Regions from separate parts of the Mus musculus genome. Here region 2 is linked to region 1. Evidence: chromatin contacts called from public HiChIP or PLAC-seq data. All regions are on one chromosome and are shown on one strand. The core of a region is the stretch at or near the end of the contact, and the rest is flanking DNA. Distances in the headings are between cores, read along the strand shown.

Region 1 (5,024 bases), core at 2,189-4,688:
TGGGTGGAGCCCCTGCCTGGAATCCCCCAGTGAGGGACTGGGGGCGTGGTCCGTGGGTGGAGTCTTCGCCTAGCATGCTCAAAGCTGCATTTACTCTCCACTAATTTTTTAGTGTTTTTTAAAAAAGATTTATTATTTTATTTATATGAATACACTGTCGCTGTCTTCAGACACACCAGAAGAGGGCATCAGAACCCATTACAGATGGTTGTGAGCCACCATGTGGTTGCTGGGAATTGAACTCAAGACCTCTGAGCAGTCGGTGCTCTTACCCCGCTGAGCCATCTCTCCAAGCCCTTTTCAGTGTTTTTAAGACAGGGACTCACTAAGTTGTCCTGGAGCTCTCACTGTTGGCCAGGCTGTCTTCAGACTCATAAAAATTTTCCTGCCTTTGCCTCTTGAGTGCTGGGATTAAAGATGTGAGCCTCTGCACCTGAGACCCATATACATTTTTAAAAGCAATTTACCACAACCAGCAAAGTGTCTCAGTGGTTAATGGTGCTTGCCACTAAGATGACTACCTTGTACAATCTGGGACCCGTGTGGTGGGAGTAGAGAACCAGTTCCCACGTTGTCCTCCTATGTTCACACGTGTGCTGTGATATGAAAGTACATGCATATGCAAATGTATGCAAAAACAAGATTATTGAATTATAGTTTACATCCACAGAGTTCACCCATTTAAAATATATTGCTTACCACACTTTTGTATATTCAAAGTTATGTGGCCATCAGCACTAATTTCAGAACATTTCATGATCTCCCTGTGAGTTCATACTTTTCCTTCATCCCCTCCCCATCTCCTCCCCATCTCCTCCTCCATCTCCCTGTTTTTCCCATATGTTTTTTGCATAGCATGTTTGTCATCTAATCTTCTGTGACCTTGTGTTAGCTGCCTTCTCAACTGGGCAATCATGGGTCCTACAAAAGCTTTTGGTGATGACACGAGCGGTGGGTGCTGATGTTCCTTCACTCAGCTCCTGGTGAACAAGGTCCTGGGATGGAGAGTAAGTGTGGGAAGACACCATCAGCATCAGGTCTGTCCCATGCTGTCCCACTGTGGAGTCCCAGCTGTTTGTCTGCCAATGGATGCTCCGCTGTCTTCCCGTGCCCACTTCACTGCTGACCTTAACATAAGCAGTGGCCAAACCAGCAGCAGAGCTGAGCACCAGCTCCCTCGGCAGGGCTCCTGGGGGTGACACGAGGTTGTCCTGCTGCCTGTGACAACCTCGACAAAACACAAACAGGCCTTTAGGAGGAGAGGAGACAAAAGCCAGGTCAGAGACCTCCAGCTCCAAGTAAGCATTTGGCCAGTCTCAGGTCAGCCATAGTGTCACTGTGGTGCTGAGTGTCACATGCCAGGCAGGTCCCCAGTCCTGAGCACAGCTAGCTTTGTTGCTGTTGACCATGGATCTCCCTACATAGCCCTGGCTGTCCTGGAACTCACTGTGTAGACCAGACTGGCCTCGAACTCACAGAGATCCCTCTCCCACTGCCTCTTGGATGCTGGGATTAGAGACATGTGCCACCATGCCTGGCTATGTAAAATCTTAAATGTAAGCTTTTACATGGTTAATGCAAGAAGATGTGATGGGCATGGTGCACACACCAGTCACATTTGGGAGGTGAAGGCAGGAGAGTCAGATGTTTAAGGTCATCCTTGGCCACATAGAGAGTTTGAGCCTGTGCTACGTGACACCATCTCAACACAAAAACAAACAAATCAAACATTTCCCAAATATATTTAAAAGAATCCCCATGCCTCTCTTTTTGCCTTTCCAGCGCTCAGAACATTTTATTCCATGTCCCCAGAGTGATCCCGAGCTCCTCTTTTGGAAATTGACTTAACAAAGACCCAAGAATGGAGTCACCAAAAACAGAAGAGGACAGACCTGAGCCTGTCCTGACAGCCCAGAGCTAATGCTGGTGCTGGACTCCCGTTATGGCTGCTCTGGTCCTGCCCCATCAGGCTCTCCAGCCTCTCTGCCCTCTCTCCTGTCATTACACAGTCCCTGCAAGCTGTGATGTAGACCCCCGTCTGTGGCTGAGCACGTGGTGTCTTTTTCTCTCTTTTTGGTCAATTGTATGCTTCTGTGTTGACACCGACCCGACCGTCCACTGCACAAAGATACTTCTCTGATAAGGCTTGGGTGCTGCACTCAACCCTGGCCTCACATCCAGAAAGAGGAGAGACACTTCATTAGAGACATGTTGATACTATGTCCATTTAGCAAGGTGATAGAAGTGGACCCACCTGTGGGGCCTGTGGGTGCCCAGCCATGGGTCCTTGGCCAGGTTTACCAAGTGTGAGTTTCCGTAGGCCCTCATGCCTTTTCCTCTGTTCCATCTTGCTGCCCAAGCCCTAGACAGCTAAGACCCCTGCACTGTTCCTCCTTTGAACAGGAGGTTCCATGGCCTCACCACAGCACCTCCAAAGCCAATGTAGAACACCAGATGTATCCCCAGAGCAGCAGTGGCAATACAGCCACCCCAGCAGTCAGTGACTGCCCCAGTGTCACTGAGCAGCAGCATCCCAGCACTCGGGTGGCAGAGGCAGGGGGATTTCTGAGTTTGAGGCCAGCCTGGTCTACAAAGTGAGCTCCAGGACAGCCAGGGCTACACAGAGAAACCCTGTCTCAGAAAACAAAAAACAAACAAACAACAAACCACCACCACCAAATTCTGACTTCACCGGGGCCCTGTCCTGTCTGCACTGGAAGCCACAGGGCCACTTAATTGACCCATGTTTATTGATGCAGTGCTGGAATGATCCAGCACTGGCCCGGGAGGCTGGACACTGGTTCTGTGCTTTGATTGAATCTGTCTCAAGGGCTACAGAAGTAACTTGTGGGTAAAGGTGCTTGCTGCCAAGCCTAAAAAAATGCAAGTTGGATGCCCAGGACCCACCTAGTGGGAAGAGAAAGCAGACTTCTGTGCATAGCGGGTGCATGCTCACACATACACTACTGAGTAATGTAATTATCAGGGAAAGGAGATGGCTTCAGAGCCTAGGCCCTGCCTGGATGACAAGCTCACTGGCCTTTACAAAGGATGTTGGCCAGGGCTGTTCCTCACATGGGCCTTAAAGGCCGCACCCTCGAGCCCAGCAGGGCCTCTGAAGTCACCCAATTCTTCTTAGCCATTGCTTCTCTCTGGGAGGGCAGAAGACAGAGTAGCAGTCCCTACTCTCCGTGGAGTCCTCTGGGACAGGGCCACCCTGAGCCACTGGTGTGTGCGGCTCCGCTCATGCTTGCTACCTTCTGTGGAGTCCAGGATGTTAGGCAACTGCTCTGATCTTGCACTTTTCTCAAATAGCTTAACCCCTGCTTCTTTGCCTAGAGAAGACTTGTGTGTGACTTGCTGCCTAAGGGTAAACTGAGCCCATCCTTCTTCCTGGTCCAGGACTGGGAAGGGTGGCAGCCGGCCTCAGGATCACTGGGAGCTGAGCGAAGCATTGGTTTGGGCTTCTAGCCTCAGAACAGATCTGGTGAGCTGCCGGTCCATCCTGGTTACTATAGAGAAGAAATTATTTGTCTTGCTGTTCAGGCCTCTGAAAATAATAGATTACATATTTGGAAGGGCTTTCTTTTTTATTTATTTATTTATTTTTATTTTAGATCTGCTTAACGTGAGATAGAGAAGTTGCCCCGGGGATGACATTGTTTGGTTTGGGAAGTATTCTCTGGGTTGCTGGGCAACGGGCGCTTGGAAACGGGAGTGGACTGCGTCGCCCCTGGCAACCGTTGTTACTCAGCAAACAATGAGGGCTGGGCACGCGGCGCCAGAGGCCGGCGCCCGGTTCCCATCCAGCATCTGCATGTGTTTTCTGATTAGATGATGTGGAGGTTCGCGGGAGGGGGTGGGGAGCTGGCAGGTAGCAGGCACCGAGAGTCCCACGGACTCTGATTTTAGTTTTCAGTGGAATTTTAAAGAAACTCTTTTTTTTTCCCCCCGAGACAGGGTTTCTCTGTATAGCCCAGGCTGTCCTGGAACTCACTCTGTAGACCAGGCTGGCCTTGAACTCAGAAATCCACCTGCCTCTGCCTCCTGAGTGCAGGGATTAAAGGCGTTTAAAGAAACTCTTAATTCCTGTGTTTCTAGGGTCTCTATCTGGGCCACTCTGATGGCTGACAAAGCAGAGCAGAGCCCCCAAAACACTCCCACTCGGGACGGGCTGGTGTTGGAACCTGAACCCAGAACACTCTGATCCCCTGTGCTGGGATCCCCCCTGACACTGGGATCCCAGAGTGATCTGATAGGGTACACCAAAGATGCTGGGGCAGGCTCACGACAGGTGCCTCTTGCAGGCCGCTTTCCAGCCCTGGCTGGATCAGGATCAGACCCACCGCCCTCCTACTCCTCCCTGTGGCTAGGGACAGGGACTATTTCCCAGGGCCCCGTTGCTGAGGTAAACACTGGCCTGAGTTCTGTTCAGACACCCTGCCCCCACAAGAAGCTATAAATCCAGACTTGGGAGCAGGGCTGCTCTGAGGGGATTTGGCTGCCACCTTTACTTGGGTCTCGGGTGCTCCCACGATGCACCCTGGAGCCTGTCACTAACTTCCTCTGTACATCACTCACCCCCTACTTTTCAGAAGACTATCATTTGATGCTGAGTGGCTACTGTCTCAGCGGTTTGTTTGTTTGTTTTTGAGCAGGGTCTCTCTGTGTAGCCCTGGCTGTTCTGGAACACAATCTATAGAGCAGGCTGGCCTCGAACTCAGAAATCCACCTGTCTCTGCCTCCCAAGTGCTGAAATTAAAGGCGTGCGCCACCACTGCCTGGGGGCCCAGTGTCCCAGCTATAGTGACTCAGCTTGTGTCTGGGACATTTAAAAGAATTTCAACAGGTTTCTGAACTTTCAGGGTTGCTCCCAGCACTGAATGTGACAGTGTCCTATAAAAATGGAAGCAAGCTCGGTGTATGAAAAACTGAAGGACAAGCCAGCAGCTCTGCTCCATCATACCCAACCCATGGCTAAGATCTAGTGCTCTCTGTGCAGTGGCACGTGCCTGTCACCCCAG
Region 2 (5,237 bases), core at 2,573-5,072, 390 kb before region 1:
GTTTGGGTACCACTAGGTCTGAGGTTGGGGACTTTGCATCTCAGGGCTGAGGGGACTCACTCACTGTGCATTTCCTAGCAGGAGTGGTCTTTCAGGTGGAGCCCCCTGCCCTCTGACCTCCTCCTACCTCTTCTCCCCACAGAGGAATCATGCACCCGGTTCTATCATCCAGAGAAGGACGATGGGATGCTCAGCAAGCTGTGCCACAGTGAAATGTGCCGGTGTGCTGAAGGTGGGCGCTAGGAGGCTGTGAGGGATGGGCCCAGACAGGACACACCCACAGAGATGCTCCACCCCCATGGGGGAGGGAGGACCTGGGAGTGGGTACTAAGGGGGTCCCAGACAGGACACACCCACACAGCCGCTCCACTCCTGTGAGGAGGGAAGGACTTGAAACCATACCCAGGGGACATGGAGTAGGATAGGTGTTCCCTCTAGAACCAGCCCCGACCCAGAAAGTGAGTTTGGGGGGGCTACTCAAGAGCCTGTGTGCACCCCACCCTGCAGAGAACTGCTTCATGCAACAGTCACAGGAGAAGATCAACCTGAATGTCCGGCTAGACAAGGCTTGTGAGCCCGGAGTCGACTATGGTGAGTATGGCTGCTGCTAGCTGTCAGACCCTGTGGATGTGACAGTAGCAGTGTCACACCCAGTGGGGAACAACAGTGGTGGTGCTTGTGTCCCTGTCAGGCTGTGGTTGCATGTGACTGTTGTGTAGAGGACATGTGTAGATATATAGTGAAGGGGTGGTCTGTGTTGTGTGATGGAGTTTTTTGGGTTTTTTTTGTTTGTTTGTTTGTTTGTTTTGTTTTGGCAGATACTCACACCAGTTAGGGCACTGATCACCCAGGTCCAGCTTACTGAACCAGCCAGTTACTAGGGTCACCCATAAGAGCTAGGGTGAGTGGTTCCTTGCAGTAGCGTAAAGACTGTGGATGATAGCTCTGTTCATATGGCTCTGGATACCCAGGCATGGGCTCCCAGATCTGATCCCCCAGCACCTACATAAAGAGCTCAGCATGACAGCACATGTCCTGAACCCAACCACAGGTGAGGCAGAGGCAGTCGGTTCTCAGGCCAGCAAGCCTAGGCACACCAGTGAGGTTGAAGTTTTGATAAGACCCTGTGACTGAGCCCGTGAGTGTGAACGTGGCAGTGGGATGGCCTGGTTGTGTGTGTCCCTGGGAGGGGACAGACTGACAGCAGCTCTGACTCAGCATTATCTCTGCTTGTAGGCGTGGGAGGGGGTGTCACATAGTCAGGTGCATCTATCTGCTGGTGAGGGCCCCATGACCGACCCTGCTCAAAACCCTCTCTGCCCCTTCCCCCACCACAGTGTACAAGACCGAGCTAACCAACATAGAGCTGTTGGATGATTTTGATGAGTACACCATGACCATCCAGCAGGTCATCAAGTCAGGTACCCAGCCCTCTTGACTTCCTGCCTCCCCAGACCAACTGCCTTGGCTGGGACTCAACCTCCTCTTCCCTGCCCCGCAGGCTCAGATGAGGTGCAGGCAGGGCAGCAACGCAAGTTCATCAGCCACATCAAGTGCAGAAACGCCCTGAAGCTGCAGAAAGGGAAGAAGTACCTCATGTGGGGCCTCTCCTCTGACCTCTGGGGAGAAAAGCCCAAGTAAGTGCCCACCCTGCATGTCGGTATGCCTGCCCCTCTGGCCCCACCCACTGACCCCAGGAACCTGCTCTTAACTGCAAGCTCTTCCTTCCTCAGCACCAGCTACATCATTGGGAAGGACACGTGGGTGGAGCACTGGCCTGAGGCAGAAGAATGCCAGGATCAGAAGTACCAGAAACAGTGCGAAGAACTTGGGGCATTCACAGAATCTATGGTGGTTTATGGTTGTCCCAACTGACTACAGCCCAGCCCTCTAATAAAGCTTCAGTTGTATTTCACCCATCTTTCAGTGTTTGGTTTGTTTGTTTGCTTGCTTGCTTGCTTGTTTGTTTGTTCTGATTGAGACAGTTTCTCTGTGTAACCCTGGCTGTCCTGGACTTTGCTCTATAGACCAGGCTGGCCTCGCCTTTGCCTCATGAGTATGGGGATTAAAGGCATACACCACCACAGCAGACACTTTGTATTTTTAAATTTATTTTATCTTTAATATATGTACTAATTTCATGTATGTCTACATGAGTTCATATTGCCACATGATTATAGGTGCTCTCAGAGGCCAGGAGAGGAAGCTGGAGCTACAGATTGCTGTGAGCTGCCCAAAGGGGAGCTGGGAACCAAACCTAGGATGTCTACAAGTGTTCTTTACTGCTGAGCCACCATTCCATCCCCAGTAATTTACCAAAATTCTGTCTGTGTCTGTGTTCAGTACACATGGAGGCCAGAAGAGGGCTTTGGATCTCCTGGAACTGGAATTACAGGTGAGCTGCAAAATTATAGATGCTGGGAACTGACCCTGGGGCCTTTGCAAGAACGGTATGTGTTCTTAACCAACATACCTTTCTGTAGGGGGAGGAGCTATTACTAAAATCTGGTTCCCTAATTGGTTCTTGATTTGATCAATAAAGAAGGCTGGGGGAAGGGTAAAGGTGAGACTTCCGGGTTCCAGGGGAGAAAAAAGGGGACTCAAGAAAGGAGAGAGGGGCTTTTGCAGCCATGCACTGAAACAAGAAGAAAGCAGCAGTCATGTAAGATCTTAGGGAAATTAGAACCGGGGGCCCTCCGCCACCGGTGGAGGCTGGCTGATGTAGACCAGCTGATACAAGTTAGCTGGTAAGTTTTGGGGAGCAATTGTGCTACCTGACAAATTCTAAAATAATAAAACCGTCTAGTGTTTTCATTCCACAGAGCTAAGGTGGACAGAGAAAGAGAGGAACAGAGAGGGACCGGTGGCGTGCAGATGGCAGCTCCCAGCTTTCCCAGGTTAGGGGTTGGTTATGATTGATCCTCTGCATGAGCCACAGTCCTGGGCAAAGCCAGGAGCTCGGGCTGCATGCAACCCGGGCAAGGAGGTGGCGTGGCTTTTAACATGACACACAGCACCTTTCTCCAGGTGGGTGAACCATGTTTGTGAGATGGGGTTTTACTCCCTTTTACTGAGAGCTCAGTAGTCAGCTAGGCTGTCTCTGTCTCTTGTGCTAGGATTATGTGGGCTCCGAGGACGGACATCTAGTTCTCTCCCTCACACAGCAAGCTCTTAGCCAACAGTTATCTCTCAGCCCGCTCTGGAGTTTCTAGAGGTACCTATTGTCTCCCTCCGCTGACACACACAAACACACACACACACACACACACACACACGCTCACACACACACACACACACACACACACACACACACACACCCGCTTACTCACAGCTCAGCCCTGTCCTATCTGATTCCTCAGGAGTCTCTGTTCCCTAGGCTACTGTGACTCACATGGTTTGTGCTGCTGTGTCCTCCAGGTGTAGATGGTCCTTTGTGGACGGCAGTTTACCACGCTGGCAGGGTTTAGGAAAGTTACAACTCCCAAGGTTCCTGCCCTGTGTGTAGTCCTGTCCTGACTTTCTTTAATGATGAGCTACAATGTGGAAATAAACCCTTCCACCCCAAGTAGCTTTGGTCATGGTGTTTCATCCCAGCAATAGGAACCCTGACTAGGACTCTAATTTCCTTAGAGTTGTTCACTACCTCTGGCTCTTGTGCTCTTTTCTGCCCCCTCTTCTAGAATGACCCCTGGACTGTGGGAAGAGTAGGTGCAGGTAAATGTTTCATTTAGAGGTGAAAAATCTTCAGTCTCTTAGTCTCTGCAGCTCTCTGTGTTAATCGCCAACTAATGCAAATAGAAACTTCTCAGGCAATGGTTGAAAGCTGCTCTGATCTTTGGGCTGTAATGATGAGTCATTATGAGTCGATAGGATCTCCCCTAGGTCCTGTGGCCCAGTCATGATGCCAGGTAGAGGATTCTTCTTGTAAGAGGGACTTAAGTCCAACCAAAAGGTGGCTGGTTACACCTACGGTGTTAGGTTCACTATTGGTCAGTGGGCATCCCTTGCCAGGCCCATTGTTATTACAGCATGCAGGGGTCGCAGCTGTATGAGACTGCTGGCGACTTTTCTCCTTCCTGCGCTGTGAAGGCCAGCCAAAGGGAACAAAGCCCTCAGGACATATCACCTCAACTTTTTCATGTTCTATGACTCAAGTATGTGGTGTCTTCAGTAATGGGGTCTTACCGTGAAGTCCTGGGCTTAGCCAACGGCACTGGCACTAGTCTGTAAGGTTTGGGAGTGTCTATGGGACCTCACTAGTCAACAACCCCCAAAGAAGTAACCATTTCTGGTATTGGGCTTTTATCTGTTAGCCAGTGGTGTCTAAGAGAAGTGATATCACCCCATTCATTATAGATTAACACACACACATATGCACATATGTAAATGAAGCATGTACAATGGTACATAGATTTGCATATGTCTGTTTCATCTACCTTCAGTGTATGTAACTGTCCCATATTTCTTCCTCTACCATGACCTCACATCCACTACAACTAACCCATCCCCATCCCACTAAGCTCCTAAAAGCCTTGGTACCATAGCTTCTATCTTCTCATCCCTTGGTCTCTGGACTGCCTCTCCAAACTGTCTGTGGCCCCTCACTAGTGTCCTGACATACATGAGGGTTTCAAATGAAATATATGTATCTGAAGATTCAAAGTTAATATTTACCAATGCAGAAAAGGTGTCTACTTTCTGTACTATGCCAGAACAACAAACAATAATTAAAACTCTTACAGAAATGAATAAGTAGATGAGTGTAGGAACTAGTGAATCAGTATATGTAGCATAGTATTTTGGTAAATTTGGTGAAAAAATGTATTAAAGTTCTTAACCAAGAACAGTATCAAGTGGAATCTGTCAAAAAAAATGAGAATGATGGAGAGATGTAAGGAGGATTGAGAGATGTAAGGAGGATGGAGAGATGTAAGGAGGAGGATGGAGAGATGTAAGGAGGATTGAGAGATGTAAGGAGGAGGATAGAGAGATGTAAGGAGGAGGATGGAGACATGTAAGGAGGAGGATGGAGGGATGTAAGGAGGAGGATGGAGGGATGTAAGGAGGAGGATGGAGAGATGTAGGGAGGAGGATGGAGAGATGTAAGGAGGAGGATGGAGGGATGTAAGGAGGAGGATGGAGGGATGTAAGGAGGAGGATGGAGAGATGTAAGGAGGAGGATGGAGGGATGTAAGGAGGAGGATGGAGGGATGTAAGGAGGAGGATGGAGAGATGTA

What was found. HiChIP or PLAC-seq counts read pairs in DNA pulled down with a chosen protein or histone mark.
Region 2: a contact with region 1 is called in a FOXA1 HiChIP or PLAC-seq map of pancreatic cancer cells. The contact joins two enhancer-like sites. A contact is called at or near these places in 1 of 39 promoter capture datasets (liver), 1 of 115 datasets of contacts at active chromatin or transcription factors (pancreatic cancer cells) and 1 of 9 other capture datasets (liver).

Annotation. Positions count from the first base shown.
Region 1 is chr17:56,813,220-56,818,243 of GRCm38.p6, reverse strand. All of the region lies in intron 1 of Rfx2 (regulatory factor X, 2 (influences HLA class II expression)), which reads left to right. Among named protein-coding and RNA genes, the nearest start is that of Rfx2, 15 kb to the left of the region's middle. Within about 2 kb of position 3,438, at least 156 of the 459 cell types and tissues checked have an H3K27ac peak or open chromatin away from gene starts, as enhancers often do. A contact at or near this core is called in pancreatic cancer cells, where this site is marked.
Region 2 is chr17:57,200,651-57,205,887 of GRCm38.p6, reverse strand. C3 (complement component 3) reads left to right here. Exons shown (of 41, transcript NM_009778.3): 37 at 143-232; 38 at 508-591; 39 at 1,338-1,421; 40 at 1,502-1,637; 41 at 1,734-1,921. The coding sequence ends at 1,875. Among named protein-coding and RNA genes, the nearest start is that of Tnfsf14, 9.1 kb to the right of the region's middle. Within about 2 kb of position 3,822, at least 28 of the 459 cell types and tissues checked have an H3K27ac peak or open chromatin away from gene starts, as enhancers often do. A contact at or near this core is called in pancreatic cancer cells, where this site is marked.